Regions from separate parts of the Mus musculus genome. Here all the other regions are linked to region 3. Evidence: chromatin contacts called from public HiChIP or PLAC-seq data. All regions are on one chromosome and are shown on one strand. Each heading gives the region's core, a stretch centred on a gene start, on an enhancer-like site or on the middle of the called end of the contact. The rest is flanking DNA. Distances are from core to core; before and after follow the strand shown.

The links. HiChIP or PLAC-seq counts read pairs in DNA pulled down with a chosen protein or histone mark.
Region 1: a contact with region 3 is called in an HNF4G HiChIP or PLAC-seq map of pancreatic cancer cells. The contact joins two enhancer-like sites. A contact is called at or near these places in 7 of 39 promoter capture datasets (3T3-L1-derived adipocytes, the C10 cell line, the HPC-7 cell line and 3 more), 1 of 484 Hi-C or Micro-C datasets (bone marrow-derived macrophages) and 2 of 115 datasets of contacts at active chromatin or transcription factors (bone marrow-derived macrophages and pancreatic cancer cells).
Region 2: a FOXA1 HiChIP or PLAC-seq map of pancreatic cancer cells shows a contact between it and region 3. The contact joins two enhancer-like sites. A contact is called at or near these places in 14 of 39 promoter capture datasets (the 3T3-L1 cell line, 3T3-L1-derived adipocytes, the HPC-7 cell line and 10 more), 2 of 15 datasets of contacts at CTCF or cohesin (the NIH/3T3 cell line and large pre-B cells), 2 of 484 Hi-C or Micro-C datasets (the HPC-7 cell line and bone marrow-derived macrophages) and 1 of 115 datasets of contacts at active chromatin or transcription factors (pancreatic cancer cells).

What each region holds. Positions count from the first base shown.
Region 1 is chr6:146,184,208-146,187,149 of GRCm38.p6, reverse strand. The region is part of intron 48 of Itpr2 (inositol 1,4,5-triphosphate receptor 2); the gene reads left to right. The region is part of intron 4 of Gm35768 (a long non-coding RNA gene); the gene reads right to left. Among named protein-coding and RNA genes, the nearest start is that of Gm35707, 12 kb to the left of the region's middle. Within about 2 kb of position 1,394, at least 44 of the 459 cell types and tissues checked have an H3K27ac peak or open chromatin away from gene starts, as enhancers often do. A contact at or near this core is called in bone marrow-derived macrophages and pancreatic cancer cells, where this site is marked.
Region 2 is chr6:146,269,822-146,272,685 of GRCm38.p6, reverse strand. All of the region lies in intron 37 of Itpr2 (inositol 1,4,5-triphosphate receptor 2), which reads left to right. Among named protein-coding and RNA genes, the nearest start is that of Gm35596, 52 kb to the right of the region's middle. Within about 2 kb of position 1,360, at least 182 of the 459 cell types and tissues checked have an H3K27ac peak or open chromatin away from gene starts, as enhancers often do. A contact at or near this core is called in the HPC-7 cell line, bone marrow-derived macrophages, hematopoietic stem and progenitor cells and 1 more, where this site is marked.
Region 3 is chr6:145,881,554-145,884,438 of GRCm38.p6, reverse strand. No RefSeq gene overlaps it. Among named protein-coding and RNA genes, the nearest start is that of Bhlhe41, 18 kb to the right of the region's middle. Within about 2 kb of position 1,273, at least 64 of the 459 cell types and tissues checked have an H3K27ac peak or open chromatin away from gene starts, as enhancers often do. A contact at or near this core is called in the HPC-7 cell line, bone marrow-derived macrophages, hematopoietic stem and progenitor cells and 1 more, where this site is marked.

The DNA of each region.
Region 1 (2,942 bases), core at 145-2,644, 300 kb before region 3:
GCAGTTATGTAAGTGAGAGCCTGATGCGCAAGTATTTTGATGAAAGGATCACAATTATATTTTACTTTCTGTCTTGTCTGGGTGTTTTGTAGTAAGCATACCCACAAAATACATGTTTTGATTCTATAATACTGTACATTTATAACACTAATAATCTCATCCTTAGAAACACACAGCCTACAATATACTGAAATGGTGGACAATGAAGGATATTGACTATGAAATTGGTATCATTAATCTGGTAGTGCATGAGCTTTTACAAAAGCAAAGACAGGAATTTGAAGTGAAGCATGAAATTCCATAAGAATTGGGTGGGGTTTTTGAATATTGTTCAGGTTTAGCAAATTGCTTGAGAACAATCTGTTACAGGTATGAGGTACAACCTGGAGAGTAACTTTGGAATGGGTAGAAGAATGGGTGGGAGGCAAACATGAGAGAAATAAGCAAATAATAGCTTTGGAGTGACCCTGGGGCACATAGGGTTGGTGAGATGCTGTCAGCAGAGCATTAGCAGTTCCTGACTGTTGGACCAAGAGTGGTTGTTAGAAGGTGAATACTGTCACTGCCATCCTGAGGGAGACATGAGAGATGGTACCATAACAGCAACAGCTATGTAAGCAAATCTCAGAGGAACTGGAGACAATGAGGAGAGATGGGAGCCCAAGAACAACTGACCGTTTTCCAGTCTTTGTCAGATCCCATGGGCATCAAAGCCTTCATCTTAGCTGCAGTTTGAGCTGGCATAGTTGAGCTTGTTGTGTTTCTGAGTGCACAGCAGGGATGGGGGAATTGTGAACAGTAGAGCAGGCAAGTCACTGCATAGCAGGAGAACGGCAACGAATGCATGCATCCATCATGTGGGCAGAAGTGGGGATGCCTTTCTCTCCCCTTGATCTGGTCTTACTTTGGTGATGAGCTCTTAGTACAGAGGATCACAGATCTTGAGGGTAAGAACCCATCACAAAATGATCAGTTACTATCTCCTGTGCTCAGACCACTGAGGTTACATGGCAGAGCCCCAGTAAAGAGAAATACAGTCTTTAAGATGGAGACAGACCTGGACATCATCTAATATCAACCTTTCATTTGACATACAGAGCCATGAAAACCCAGTGAAGACCTTCAGCCCCTAAAAGAAGCAGATATAACAAACATGAGGCTGGAAGACACAGATCCCTAGGCCATGTAGAGCCTGGTTACTGGGAACAAGTGTAAACATCACTCTTGAAAAAGATTTTTGAGTCAATAATAGTAGCAAGATGGAGGCTCAGTCCTAGGATGCCAGAGTGTGGGTGCTTCTTAGGGAAGGCAGAGCATACACATAGGGCACCATAAAACCCCATGATGAGTCTGAGTCACATGACTACAGTCTGTGTGAGTCAGCTCATGACAACTTTATGACTAAGGTTAAAGTCTTGATCAAAGTCACCACAACCTCTAAGTCTTGACCACACACTGCATATATGGGCAGAGTGGGCAGATATGCGTGGCCACATTGTGCAGAAGAAAACTGCTGTGTGCTGGTGACAGTTCTTGATGCTGGAGTTTTTCAAACAGGCTAAGCACCTGTTCTTTAGGCTTAATTCAAAACTGTGTAAAGACAGGGCGAATGTAAATCAAAGTTCTCCTAGTAAGTGCCTTGGAGTGATGGGGGCAGACAACACGATAGGCTCCAACTGGAAAGGACTTCAGCAGACAGATCTGAGAACGTTTTGAAAAAAAAAAGATCGACAGTCGTATACTATAAAGCATAGAATAAAACCAACCTGGGGTCTGTATGAATAGGGAAAAGATGATGTTCTTTTTGCTACTGTCCCAGTTAAGAAAGTTGAAGAGTGATAGAAATTGTATGTCACCGTTTGGCTAGTCATAATACTCAATGAATGCTCAAAACAAGGGGTGACTATGAAGAAAAAACACAAGAGCGTTGTACTTTAAGAATCTGCCCGTGATATTCTTAAGCAGTAACAATGGGGAGAGGAGTAACTGTAAAACAGAGAAACCACTCAACAATCGTGAGTGATACCCAGGGAAGGCAATCGTGAAAGCACCCAGCAAATTCAGGTCAGACAGACGTCTGTTAACGTGGGCTGTACTGTCCACCCCTACTACAATCTGCTTCAGAGTCACCGAGCCATCATGGCAAGGGGCCAGCAGAGGCAGGTTGCTTTCCTCCTCCAGACATAGTGAATGGTGAGGTGTCAACCATGCTCTCGGAAGCAACTCAGGCTCAACTGTCTCGTACACACGTGGGTTACCATGTTGGAGAACAACATCCTTCAATCATGAGGATGGTGTGCAGTGACTCAAGGAAGATGTTTCAGGGGAGATGTTGCTCAGATGACCACCCTGAGAGACACCATCCACGTCTACTGGAGCTTTAACTGCTAGGCTTCTGTGGAATTTGTTTATGCTAGGGATGGTTCCGGCCATGCCAACTGAATTGTCCTGGCAAAGTAGTCAGTGTTTTTTTTTTTTTTAATCCCAAGATAAACAAGATTTTTAAACCTAGAGGGAGTTCTTCTTTCCTCCCCACATTTTGAATGTACTTCTTCCTCACAAGCATGTTTGCTGAGGAAAATAAGGTTCTTCAAGGTGATTTCAACTCCCTCAGTTTCACAAGTGTTGTTGGGTACCACTGTGCAGTCGGCATAATGCTAGGCTGAGAGACCCTAAGATTAGTAAAGCTGTTTTACCTCAGAGATCTCAAGGTCTAGTTAAAGGACCAAGAGATGAGAAAGACGCAAGACCAATGATGACCAGTGGATTTATGGATGGATGTTGACTTGATCTGGACCTGGGTGTAGGAAGCAGGAGTCTAATGAGCCTGCCCAGGAAGCAGAGGGTTGGGGAGAGCCTAGAGTAAGAAGCAGCCATGCTGGACAGGAAGCCACAGACAAATCATCATGAGACCAAGCTGAGTTCCAAGATGACTGACATTG
Region 2 (2,864 bases), core at 111-2,610, 390 kb before region 3:
AGGCTGGATTAAGCTTAGGTTTGAACCAGGCTTACTTGCCTATCTTGTCAGGCCTGGATTCATTTTTTAAGCATAAATTATTTGCACAAACTAATAGCATTATTTGTGACATACTTCTGAGTGTCTATAACATATTTTGGTTGCTCCAACTTCAACACCTGTGTATATGGCCTCCCTGCCTCCTTAGATGTCAGTGGGCAGACCATAGAGCAGGGCTACAATTGAGATGCAATATCACAAGTTACCAGTAGGCGTCACTGTTCCATAAATGATGTCTCTTGGAGTAGCTGAGTACAAACCTTTAAATTATATAAATGTTTTCATTTCTTCTCATTGATACTTTGAATTCTCACTATATAATTTTAAATATTCAAGCCAGGTGAGATCAAAACTGTTTCTACCTAAATCTAGTTCAGGTTTTATTCAGAATTCTAGTCATTGGTGTTATTTTAAACAACTCTTCCCCTGTTTAATTTTAGCTACTGTAATATTAAATCGCTTCCTTCGGTATTACTTTGGTATTTAATAAAGACATAGGTGCATCTTGGAATCCTGAAAAACACATGTTTGTCACTTCTTCTGTGTGTTTGTGGGTAGTCTCTGCTTTCTCTTCATGTGTCAAGTTCATACCATCGCAGGTTGCCTGCCAAGCTCTTGTTTTTGAAAATAGCAGGCACACATTGATTGCTTTATACCTGGGTTCAGGATCTTTGTATGTAGATAGACTTTTTTTTTAGAATGAGAATTCGAATACAGAAAAGGATAGGTGTCCATTTGGCATTCAGTGCTTTTTCACTAGGGCCCAGCATTAGCATAAGAGAAGGCCTGGGGGTGCGTAGATGCTCAGTCACATTCACCACACTCATGTGAGCTCAGCGTTAACAGAGTAGCATCACCAGGAAACTAGATATACTCATGATATCTCATGATAGTGCGTGTTCTGTCCAAGCGCTGGGAACAAACCATGTGTGTCTGGAGTTAGTTGTTCCTTGGGGCTCACATTTGGAGAAACACTTATGATTGACAATTGGTTATACTTACTATAACATCTTAAATAAATTATCCCAATGTAGCCACAATCTAAAAGTTTATTTGAAAGGGCAGGGGGAGAGTTGTACAGTGTACATTTGACACCTGCTTTTGCTGTGGCTTGTGGTGACTTCTGTCCTGATATGATCTGTATACAGTGTGATCACTTTTAAAAAAGACCTCTCCCTACTGGTAGGCAGGAAACCGTGTCTTGTGTTCACTGCCAAGAAAGTCCCCAGGCACATGACAACACATGTGTACACTGCATATCAGAGCTGCAGGGTGTGGTTGGAGGAGACACGGACGGCTGAGCCACTGAGGCGGCTCTGCCAGCAGCAGCCTGTGGTTATGTAACTCCTGCAGTGTCTGGCGCTGTGCTTCACTGGAGACAAGTCACGTGCTGTGCAATGCCATTGCCTGAAATTCAGTTGCTCTGAAGGATCCGTGAGTCTGCGTGAGAGAAGCTTTGGCCGCTCTGTACTAGAAAGCAGATGTTGATCGGCTGCACATAACTGATGAGTGTGCACACTAATTCCAGCAAGGACATTTGCTGTCTGTCTGTCTGTATCTCATTATGCTCCTGAAGAGAGAAAATTAAGTATTATGTAATACGGACAAATAATGAAGTGGAGGGAAGCAACTCAGTCCTCCTCACTAGAAAAACTTGTCCCACATCACTTAAAAATATTTTTATGATGATTCAGCAATTAATGCAACAACAACAACAACTATTCCTACTACTACTACAAAAGTAACATACTGGACATTATTTTTGGGAATTTGTGTAGGTAGCAACCAGTATTTTCCCCCAATGCGTGGTCTATGAAGGAAAAAGGAAATTTGCAAATTTTAAGGAACATTAGTGAGAAAAAATTAAATTATGAGTTCAAGTGGACTTTTCTTTTTAAAAGATTTTTATTTTATCTTTGTTTGTGTATGTGCATCTGCATATGCAGGTATCCACATGGGCCGTGGAGGGTGCCAGACCCTTGGGGCCTTTGTCCTTGTGGGGCCATCTTTCCGGCTCTTCAGATAACCTAGAAGGTTATCTGAAGTTAGAAACTTTGGGCAGATTTTACTTTCTTTGTGAGAGTTGTGGAATTGGGACCAGTCAGAAATTCACCCTTATTATATGGCTGAGACTTCAGATTGCATCTCTCAGAAGGAGATCTGGAGTCTGCAGGAAGGCAGCGGTCGGTCGGTGTAGGGAGAGAGGCTGAGGGTTCATTTATCTTCCCTGGGGCCTCACAGAGAACCCAGAATACAGCCAACTTGGGCTCAGCTCTCCTGACCGCCTCTGGCTTCCTGCCTGCAGGATTTCAGCAGTCAGACCGATGCTAATGGCTGTGAGTAGAAATCAAAGGCCCTGAAGCCCAGACTCAGTCCACTCTGCTGTGTCAACAGGGATTAGCTGTTCAGTTCTGTGATTTTGGGTAGGTTCCTCTTAAACTGTAACAAAACCAATGTTGTTCATTTTTTTCCCTCTTGCAAAAGGTCTTTTTATTTTTCTCTTATTCGTTAAAACCTCCGGATGGGAGTTTGTTGAAATCCCCATTTTTATTCCAACCTTATCGTACATATGTGGATTCTGCGTGTTGTTTTCTAACACACTCAAAATGAGATTATAACAATCAGCTCTTTCATAGATGATCTGACTTAGGCGGGACATTCGACACACGTGTGTGATTTACTTTCCTGTCAGCAGAATGCATGTTTGTAGGAGGCATGATCGTTCCACTGGACCAAAGGGTAGCAGGGCAGGGTTAGGCTGCTAGTGGTGATGGGATATGGGTTTCAAACAGACCATTGAGTGTTTCACATGTCTGTGCAAGTGG
Region 3 (2,885 bases), core at 24-2,523:
CAAGATTTCTTGACTGAACCAGTGCTCAAGCATTACTGCTTCCAGAAACCTTCAGAATTAAGACACCCCCCTCCACCCCAACAGCCACTTGTTACTTTGTTTTGTTTGTTTTTGTTGACATGGGTCTCCTGTAGCTAAGACTGGCCCTGAACACCTGATCCCTTTGCCTGTATCTCCCAAGTACTGGGATAACAAGAGTGTACCCCCACAACATGTACTGTAAATTTACTTCAAGTTTTAGGAGCACCCTAAGAAAGACAGTTAAACCCTTCCAGCCTGAGATCCTTGCTCTGTGCTCTTGGTTGCATGGTAAAGCCTGGAAGTTTTAGTCTTACACTTGGAAGTTTTATTCTTACAAACCATTTAGATTTATAAGGTTGTAACTAAAACTATGCCTTTGAATACAAATTTTTGGTCAAATCCTAAAAGGTTTACACTTACTGAGAAGTCGATTTAACATTCATCACACCTTTCTGTGGCTGGTAACTTCCCTGACCATGTGGTGGAAACGGAACCTTCATACACTTCTGGCAAGAATGCAGTGGGGGCTGAAGCCCTTTCGCAAAGCTGTCTGTCCCTCAGTTACTATGTAACTAGCATCTGCCCCAGCCCACATCCTAGAGAACTGAAAGCAAGTGCACACAGCCTCATGCCTGGTGCTCAGAATGTCATTCATGAGCGCTCAAAAGAACATGCCCTGGCTAGCAAACACAGAAGTGGATGCTCACAGTCAGCTAATGGATGGATCACAGGGCTCCCAATGGAGGAGCTAGAGAAAGTACCCAAGGAGCTAAAGGGATCTGCAACCCTATAGGTGGAACAACATTATGAACTAACCAGTACCCCGGAGCTCTTGACTCTAGCTGCATATGTATCAAAAGATGGCCTAGTCGGCCATCACTGGAAAGAGAGGCCCATTGGACACGCAAACTTTATATGCCCCAGTACAGGGGAACGCCAGGGCCAAAAAGGGGGAGTGGGTGGGTAGGGGAGTGGGGGTGGGTGGGTATGGGGGACTTTTGATATAGCATTGGAAATGTAAATGAGCTAAATACCTAATAAAAAATGAAAAAAAAAAAAAAAAAGAACATGCCCTGGATTCTATCAACTGCTAAGTGGGCAAATAAAAGTGCCATAGTCATGCAATGCAATGTGGTTTAGCAGTAAAAAAAAAAAAACTAGTAAAATATTGTATGCTATTGCAAGGATTAACCCTGAAAACAGGAAATGAACTCAACTGTAGAGAGCAATGACTCACATGGTTCTGTGCACATGAGATATCCAAATGGGTAACTCCACAGAAACAGAGAGTAGGTGGGTCACTAAAAGTTACACCAGTATACATTAGCTGAAACGATAGATGAAAGTGTCTTGGTGTGGTGCTACAGAAGTGATTATCTGTGAATGACCCTCTTCCTCAGCCTTCCAAGTATGGGATCCCAGGTTCACAGCAGCACATCTGGCTCTAAGACGTAGTTTTAGTGAGTATTTAGACTATTAGTAGCATACCCATTCAAATTTGATAATATATTAATATATGATCACAGAGTAAAAATTTAGTCATGTAGAAATTAAAAGCTACTCCACCACAAACAGTAGCCCCATTCTGTGAGGTCATCTAGTCTTTCTACAAATATTTACTGGGCTCCGGTCTGTCTTCAAGAGTCAGGAGTCAATAAGGCTCGCTTCCGTCTGCTCCTGCTTTGTGTTGCTACAGAACAGGGGAAACACCTCTGTGCTTGAGACACTACACAGGAGGAGAGCTACATTTCAGAGGTCCTGGGTCTCAATGCCACAGGGCCAATGAGAGAGAATAAAGCCCATCTCTCACCTCACAAGAAGGATCACTGTGGCCTCGGTGGTGTAGCTCCCCTAGTTTAGCTGCTGGGAGCTCTTGGGTTTCTTTTGTTCTGTTGGTTTCAGTTGTTCCTGCCTCAGAGCCTGGAGGCCTAGGCTGATCTTCACGCAGTCTCAGCCTCCAGGTGACAATATTACCCTCATTCAACATTTGTCCAAATCAGAGAATTGTGCTGTAAAGTCCATTCAATATCATACCCTGCATTTCACAAGCCAGCACTCCAGGTGTTTCTAACTCTTGTAGCTGATGACGATCAGGTAAATTCCACACCAAGCCAAGGAAGTGTCTCTTCTGCTTCCTCCCTGCCTGTAATCCCCCACCTCCACTTTCACTGATACATTGTTGGTAGAGAGTCTCTTGCAAGTATTTACACTATGAAAATTGGCAGAAACTTCAGGGGTTGGTTTTCTTGGTTATTAGGCCAGAGAAATCATGTGTCATGTTGATTGTACTTAGCACTGTGTCGCATCGGAACTTTGCATTGTGAGTAACACACAAGAAAGCAGAAAAACCATTTCCCATTGTGTGAGAGTTGTTACTAATTGCTCCTGTATTTAACAAATGACTAAGGTTATTTTAAAAAGTCTTTTCTCCGTAGTACTTTCACCTTAATCACTAAAATAAACAAAAGTCTCAACCAACTTTCATGTTGGAATTACATTTATGAATTAATTGCAACTGTAGGCTGGCAAAGGATACAGGGTCAGCAGAAATCAATAAAACCATTCACTGAGAATTAATCAGCTTCATGGAATTTATGTGAGCAATGCATATTTTATTATTGCACATCACTGTATGTGTTTTCTACACATCTTTCAGACTGCACATACAGACATGCTTTTCCCTGAGGTCCAGTTAAACATTCACTACCACACCACTACTTCCATCTAACCCTGACTACTACATGCATGGCATTGTAATGCACCATTAAAGTTATGGTGCTGCCATTTACTCACGAGAAGTAGATAGAACATTCACAACAAATTCAAGACCACTATTCTTAAGCTTTGATATGTTATACTATTTG